2 separate regions of the Mus musculus genome follow, and region 2 is linked to region 1. A link is a contact called in public promoter capture Hi-C data. All regions are on one chromosome and are shown on one strand. Each heading gives the region's core, a stretch centred on a gene start, on an enhancer-like site or on the middle of the called end of the contact. The rest is flanking DNA. Distances are from core to core; before and after follow the strand shown.

Evidence for each region. Capture Hi-C pulls out chosen DNA fragments and counts their contacts.
Region 2: a contact with region 1 is called in a promoter capture Hi-C map of adipose tissue, with 2.6 times the contacts expected there. The contact joins two enhancer-like sites. A contact is called at or near these places in 2 of 39 promoter capture datasets (the HPC-7 cell line and stem cell-derived epiblast-like cells), 1 of 484 Hi-C or Micro-C datasets (adipose-derived mesenchymal stem cells), 1 of 115 datasets of contacts at active chromatin or transcription factors (extraembryonic endoderm stem cells) and 2 of 9 other capture datasets (adipose tissue and embryonic stem cells).

What each region holds. Positions count from the first base shown.
Region 1 is chr10:116,269,561-116,273,805 of GRCm38.p6, forward strand. Ptprr (protein tyrosine phosphatase, receptor type, R) reads left to right here. Exons shown (of 14, transcript NM_011217.2): 14 at 4,173-4,245. Among named protein-coding and RNA genes, the nearest start is that of Ptprb, 30 kb to the right of the region's middle. Within about 2 kb of position 1,506, at least 14 of the 459 cell types and tissues checked have an H3K27ac peak or open chromatin away from gene starts, as enhancers often do. A contact at or near this core is called in adipose tissue, where this site is marked.
Region 2 is chr10:116,749,214-116,753,029 of GRCm38.p6, forward strand. No RefSeq gene overlaps it. Among named protein-coding and RNA genes, the nearest start is that of 4930579P08Rik, 22 kb to the left of the region's middle. Within about 2 kb of position 1,923, at least 25 of the 459 cell types and tissues checked have an H3K27ac peak or open chromatin away from gene starts, as enhancers often do. A contact at or near this core is called in adipose tissue, where this site is marked.

The DNA of each region.
Region 1 (4,245 bases), core at 256-2,755:
ATTTGTTTTCACACAATACAGAAATGTCATGGCCTGGATTATTTACTCGATAGATTATATATTTGACCTATTTTATTTATATATATAGTCAAATTTGACCTATTATACATATTATTATAAATATATATGTATATATAACATTTATGTAAATATAGATATATTATTATATAACATAAATATTATATATTTGACCTATTATATATAAATATATGTGTGTATATTATGTATATATGTGTGTGTGTATATATACATATATATATATACATATATATATGTATTTATATGTAAGAGAACTAGTTAAATGCCTATTTGATATAGGTGCTGAGTGTTTTTTCACTGTAGCAAGTTTGCAAAATAACAACTGGCCAGAACTTAAAAACAAAACCCTACAACTTAGCTAGAAACAATTTTAAGATGATATTAAACAATACAAATCTTATCAAATTACTCGTTGTAAAGACGTCATCTTATTTTGGTCATATATATGTATATGTAAATATATACACATTCTTTTTAAATAAATGATGTAGGGAAGATGTAAGGCATGCTTGCTGAGTGTCTAGAAGGCTCAGTCCTGGGAGTGAGTTATGGAAGGCTAATCTATTGAATGTTAGAACTAGTGGTTCAGTACACAAGAACATTGTGTTCAGATGAAGAATTAATGAATTGAAATTAACAGGAACAAATGTAAGTTCCTGTGTGTAATTTCAAATTTTCAATAGCTTGAATCCAGGATGGAGGGGGGAAAAAAGAAACCTGTAATTTTCACATTCAAATACAATCCTGCGGACTTTTAATTAACCTAACTGTTCCTACAATGCTTGCTGAGTACCATGCACCTGCAGGCCAGCACTGTGGCCTTGCCTCCTGACGCACCTGCAGATCTCATCCTGATGCTCTACGATGAGTAGCTAAGGGAGAAAATATGCTTGCTGGCAGGATCCCCTTGGGGATAACTGTAGGCCGGTCCTATTTCATAAAATAGCACACAGAAGTAGGAGACTATCGGTGAGTGGCAGGGAAAGCAGGCTTCACAGAGATGTTGAGTAACTACAGGATGTTTAGTCTAGAGAAGAAAGATTATGGGGACTTTGATGGTTGTTTTCATCATTTCAAGAACTATTGTGTGACTACAAGGAGAATCTTGAGACCTACTGGGGCTATTCCAGTTGGCCAATAGAGTGAGAATGTTAGAGAGAGATTCGTTTTGATGTCTTCGGAAGCCTGCTCTAAAGGTATCTCTGCCTGTGAGCATTCCAGAAGCTGGCTGACCGCCCGGCCTATAAAGAAACAAGTTTTTGCCAGTAATTCCAGTGAATGATCTTTGAGGACTCCTCAGACGTTACTCCTTTTGTTCTTGTCCTCCAAAAGAAATGGAAAATAACAACACTTTCCCTGGGTCTTCCTGACGCTTTCAGAGTGACAAGAATGTTACCACAGGGCACTGTGTGTTCCCACCTTCCCCCACCTTCAATGGCCGGCCACTGCAGCAACCTTGACTTAGTTAACTGAATCTGTTACAGTCAACAGACCTTGGTCCCAGTGACATTCTTCCTGCCCTGGTCACATACTGCTGAGCCTGTGAACCGTTACTAAGACCTCAACTGTGATTGCTTTGGCCCACCCACTGGACATACAAATTCTAGTGCTGAACAGAACAGTCAAGAAAGAGGGGGTATCTTGCCTCAAGGTGAGGTAAATGGTAGGAAGACGTTCACAGAGCAGTGCCCACGAGAGGCAGTGCACACAAAGGTTCCACGTACAGCCCACAGCTTGACGTAGGAGTGTCCATTCTCTGAGGGAATGTCAAAGGAAGGGAGGTGCCTCTCAGTGCCCTGCAGCTGCCCTAATCTTGACTGTGGCTGCATCTCCCAGGCTTTGCAGTCTAGACTACCATCTCCTGAACACCTGCTTTGTTTTTTGGTTTTGTTTTTTTTTTCGTAAAACTTTCCCAGACGTCATCACACAACTTGGAAAAGAGCGTGTCTCCTGAGTTGCCATTTCTGTTGTCACGTTCTGACCAGCCAACGCTTGGAAAACAAACATACAGTTCCCGTTGGAAAGACTGTGGTAATATTTCTTCACAGAAGTTTGCTACCTCAGGAAACCAGTTACCTCTTTGTTTCTTGCTGGATACATGGTTTTGGCACCATGTCAAACCTGCCTGAGGAATCACTGTTTACCTCAGAGGATGTAGCCTTGCTGCTTTAGCAGTGTGGCAGGCTTAGGAAGCCTATAGACAGAGCTAGTTTCAGTTATCCTTAGCCAGAAGTCATGTGACAGTGACAGCGACACATCACGCTTTTAAGTTGGAAGTGCTACCGTGGTCTGAAAACGATTTTGAATAGTACCAACCAGCACTAGAAATGAATAAAAGAAAAAAAAAAAAACCTAGATAAGACAAAGACAGACTAAAATGGGATTTGTTGTGCAACTGAACAGTTACAGAGAGATTAGAAGAATTCAGATCTTCAGATCATGACTATCAATCACGATGCTCTTATTCCACAAAATGAAAAGTGGGTTAGCTTTTACAGTAGTGTCTGACAATTTTGTCAAGCTGAAAGAACCATCACCCTAGGAGAAAAAGTGTGACTAAGTATTGTGTATATGAAGGTGGGATGAAGAATAGACTGTTTCCACACAGAGTAGCTGCCTGCCACTGAGCTGTGCCACAGGGCGGGGGGGGGGGGGATGCTGGACAGCTGTGATGGTGCTGGCCCCAACAGAGCAAAAGCAAGAGCCAATTCCCAGCTTCCAGCCAGCTAAAAGACCCACCCACCATTGTGTTTAGATACCTAGCATACCCAAAGGCTGGTTGGTGCCCAGATAGCCTTAAAGAAACCACTTTCCAGGAGATCTTTGACTTGTCTGAAGAGAGATAGAACGCAGCTCAGCTGTGTTTTGTTAACCTACATCCACTGTGCTTAGCCCAAGTAGATAATGCGTTTCAGGATGGATAAGACTCTAGTAAACTAATACTGCCACTCCAGCTGCTCCACGTTGACCTAGTAATGCTCAGAACTTTGTAACATAGCCATTGTCTTGCTTTAACAAAGGTGGGGGTGGGGGAGATGAAACCAAATGCTTTTAAGGAATTTGTGTAAATCACACAGTTCAAATGAGCACAAGAAGTCTTTGAGCTGGGTGTTCTGACCTACTCCAGAATCCAGTTTTTTATCCATGAGGTTCTACGACTGTTCTGCTAACCGTACATAGGTAAAAGCATTTCCAGGATGCAGGAGGATCAAGGTTCAAGGCCATCTACTACCACAGTGTGAAGTCAATACTGGTCTAAATGATATGAGACCCTGTCTCAAAACACTAAAATAAATAATCGGGTACCTAGAGTACATGGCATTATATTGAGATATATATGTGTGTGTGTGTGTGTGTGTGTGTGTATACATGTCTACATATATACATGTCTACATATATACATATACACATACATGTGCATATATATGACTGAGTATATGTATATATGTGTGTATATATATGAATAGAGAGAGAGAGTCATGTGTTGCTTAATTATGGAGAGGTGGTCTCAAAAATGTATCATTAGACAGCTTCATTGTTATGTGAACATTATATAGTCTACATGTAAAAACCCGGATAGCATGACCTACCACACAACTAGATGACGTGCTATATGTACAGCATTTCCTGCTTCTCTCAAAGCCACCAGGAACCAATGGAAGCACAGGAGAAGATGGCACTGTCAAGAGGTGCAATAGCTATGAGATGCACGCAGTGGCTGCTAGCCTTACATGGCATACAGTTGTCCAGTCAACCCTTAACACTGAAATCAGAGTACATGCTAAGTCACACTAAGAAGCATAGTAAATACCAATGCTATCAACAAAGTTAGCATGATCCATTCCAAGGAAATGTACAGTAATTACAGCTGCCACCAGGTAGGCTCGTTCACACCAGCATCATCGTTATCGCTAACCTGTGCATAACGCACCATGATACAGCATTGGTGCACAGCATGGGACTGCACTAACATATTAACTTCGCCAGCCAGGATGGTAAAAAGGGTAGAAAAAAAATTCACTAGATCAGCTATTCTGCCTGTTTGGCATAAGACTCATTCTAGCGTCATGTTTCGGTTACAGTATTATAAGGTGTCAGCAAAACTGAGTGATTTTATAATCTCTTCCATGCAGGGGTGGTATGGTCCAAACCAGCGAGCAGTATGAATTTGTGCACCATGCTCTGTGCCTGTTCGAGAGCAGACTT
Region 2 (3,816 bases), core at 673-3,172, 480 kb after region 1:
TCTGGTCTGAAGTTGCCCTTCAAAAACATCAATGCCTTGTTAATCTAAATTGTCAACTTGACACTAGCAGGCCAGCTGGAGGTCAGACGTCCAGCTGTGCCTGTTGAGTTTACCTTGATTAGGTTGAGATGGAAAGATGTGTCCACAGTGGGCGCCACCATTCCCTATCCTGGGATCCCAGACTGTATATGTGGAAAGGAGACAATGCTCTGAGCACCAACATTTGTCTCTCTCTGCATCCTGAGTATGGCTGCAGTGTGAATAGCCAGCCTCTTGCTCCTACCGCCACACTTTCCGTGCTACGACAGACTGTATCCCTCAGGGACTACAAGCTGAAACAAGTCCCTTCTCCCTTAAATTGCCTCTGTCCGGGTATTTCATCACAGGAATGAGACAAGAAGACCTCCCTCCTCCTACTCAGATCTCTTCCCACCCACAGCACACGCCTCTGCTTGCCTCCCTGGAACAAGTGTTGAAGTGTTTCTGTGTGTGTCTGTATGGGCATGAGCTCATCTGTCTGTCTGTCTGTCTGTCTGTCTCTCTCACACACACACACACACTTATACACACACACAAATATGACACTACCTTGTCCTCAACTGAAACAGCAGCTAAGCCTTTATAGAAAACACCGGTGAATCTCATGAGCCTTGTTTAAAACTGGAGTTCAAATAAAAACCTGAGTCACTTCCTTATTTTTTTCCTTATAGAAATGGGAAAATTCCATTATGGAGCCTGACAATTACTACCTATTTCATCTAGAATTGAGCAGCATCTAGGTTGTGGGATTACTGGCAGTCACTGGAATTTTCAACAAAGTAAAGTCAAAGAATGAAGAAGCCCATGTGCTCAGGGGCAAGAATAACTCATTCGAATAGACACATGGGAGAGTTGACTGTGTCTCCCCTCTCTGTATAATGTATTTTCCAGGGACGATCTCACTCTGGGAGTCATCTGCTTCCTGAGAGTGGCCTGGAATTCTCCGAGGTCTCTCAAGGATCCAGCTGAAGGTGCAGAGATGAAATCACAGTGCAAACTCAGGAAGCACCAAGAGAAGACTAGATGCTTTTCCCAGACTCTTTCTCCCCTCCCCCACCCAGCCCTTTCCTTTTAGCCCTGTGGTCCTCTTGGGCTTGGCAGGAATCTCACTATCCACAAATGGGAAGGGCTTTTCAGCAAGACACCCGAAGGCTCCCCAACAAGCACAGAGACACACAGCTTGTGGGGATTTCTGATGGATCGCGTGGCGACTTCATGCTCAGAAACCAAAGAGCAGGTGAATCTGAGTCTGAATCCCGGAGCCACTGAGCTCACACACAGACAACCGGGAGAAAAAGGAGGAAGATAAAGAGATTTAAAGAGGAGGGAGATAAAGATGTAAACCTGGGGCAGCCCCTGTCAATGAGAGACCAGATAGATAGACAGCGAAGGGCCTGCCCGATGAGTTCTGGAAACCAATCTGAGTAATAAAGAAACGATACCTCTGAAGAAAAGCTAAATAAATAAATAAATAAATAAATAAATAAATAAATAAATAAATACATTCGTAAGGAAAACACATAATCTGGTTTCTGGTTTCAGGGTAGGTTTTTTTTGTTTTTTGTTTTTTTTTTTTTTTTTAATAGTTTATTTCTGTTTACAAGAAGTCCAGCTGTTTTGCCAGCTAGGGGGGCCACTCAACAGAACGCCCACGAACAACAGAAGGTGTGAACAGCACGGGAGAGACAGGAAGCGAGAAGGATTATTGTTCCAGATAAAGGTATACTACATGTCATATCGGTTTTCTTGTAACCCAACACTAATTCTTGGCAAGGCACTCTGGGAAATTCCCGACTTATGAATGCGGTTCTGGAAGGTCATGCTCAAGAGGTATAGAGAGACCGGCTGCATTGCAAACAATTCCTGGATTTTCAAGCAGGAAACAGCTCCGGCACTCCCTTGTCTCCTCCTGGAACAAACACCTTTCAGCGTGCGGATAGTATTTTAAGGGCTTTACCTAACACGAAAAATATTTCAGTAGGAAATGGAACGAGTGTTGCCAGCAGACATCTCCAGAGAGGAAAGGGGACGCCAGTGGTAGAATGCTATGCCTCTTGACTTCGAGGTGAGGGGTCCATGCTCTCTGTCATCTCCTACTTAGGCTGACAATCAAAAATAAGTGAGAGCGTCTCTTAGCTTCCAAACCTATTTGATGTAACAAAATAAAAGAATGCAGTACTGTTTGAGTTTTAGATTGACCCAACACCATTGGTTATTTCCATTCAATGAAAGTAAAAGACAGAAGCTAATCCAGCTATATGTCCTCAGCTGGGGTCAGGTAGTGGCAAAGGGCTAAAGCAGGTCACTGACCTCAGGGAAGAGAGGGGAGGGGGAGAGAAAAGAAGAAGGAGGAGGAGGAGGAGGAGGAAGAAGGAGGAGGAGGAGGAGGAGGGAGAGGGAGAGGGAGAGGGAGAGGGAGAGGGAGAGGGAGAGGGAGAGGGAGAGGGAGAGGGAGAGGGAGAGGGAGAGGGAGAGGGAGAGGGAGAGGGAGAGGGAGAGGGAGAGGGAGAGGGAGAGGGAGAGGGAGAGGGAGAGGGAGAGGGAGAGGGAGAGGGAGAGGGAGAGGGAGAGGGAGAGCAAAATGTCTGGATCATATAGGAAAGAGCTTCTGGGGGATGGGCAACCTCAGGGTGGGGGGCAGGGTAGGAACTGAAGACCAGGTCCGCTTTGGTATGTAAGATATGCACCTCACACCCTCGTCCCGGGGTCTGAAACTAAACCCAAACTACAACTTCTCAGCATTGAACAGCAATACCAGGACCTGCAAGCACTGCCTGTGGACACGAGTACTGATTTCCTTTTGCTTTTACCGACGAGACTGGAGTAGAGAGGAGGAACTGCCAAGGGTTCCGATGGATGCCACCGATAAAGGTGGAAGGAGTCCAGGGTTCAAGTCTTTATGGGAGGTGCAAAGGCTACTGGTAGCCCTTCCTCATAGCTATGCTGTCCAAGTGGGGCGTCTCCTGTGCCAGGGCATCTCTTCAGGAAGCATCCCAGTCTAAATGGGCTGCTCCAATAGGCCTTCAGTGAGTACGTAAGCACTAAGACCCAATCCATGCCAAGGGCAAGCCAATGGGTACACTGCACTGCTATTTTGGAGGGCGGACTTGTCCACAGCAGGACAGCAGGCACCATAACGTGTGTAAGTTTTCGACCCCATCCCAAATGACGCTGCTCTTTGCCGTTTTGCAAATGATTCCACAGTATATAGCAGGTCTACAGGGGATTATGTATCAGCTTAGTAAGTTGGACTCTCAGAGATCAAAACTTTTTTGAATATCAAAGGAATAAAGCACTAAGATGCAGGCGCAGAGACTCTTCTACTGGAGAGTTTGTCTCCACTTGATAATCAAAGGGGGAGGATGGATAGAAAAATGTCAGACCCCAGGAATGCAGAATGGGCAATGTAGGGATATTCGGGAAAATCGCCCATGCAAGAACTGTGCCTTCAGTGGACAAAGTGGCTCTGAAGAGCCAATAAGATTTTGTAGACTCAGTTCGGTTGCCTTTTGGTATAGGTGTGGATTAATTTCTTCTTGTTCGAGCATGTTTGAACACTTGGGAACATTTGTCCTACTGATGTCTGAAACAACTGTAGTTTTTGTTGTTGTTGTTTGCATTTTGAAACAAGCTATCTCTGTGTAGCCCTAGCTGTTCTAGAACTGACTTTGTAGACCAGGCTGGCGTTGAGCTCTTAGAAATTCACCTGCTTCTGTGTCCTCATTGCTGGGATTAAAGATGTGCACCACCCTTGGCTCCTCATTTGTTCATGTGTTT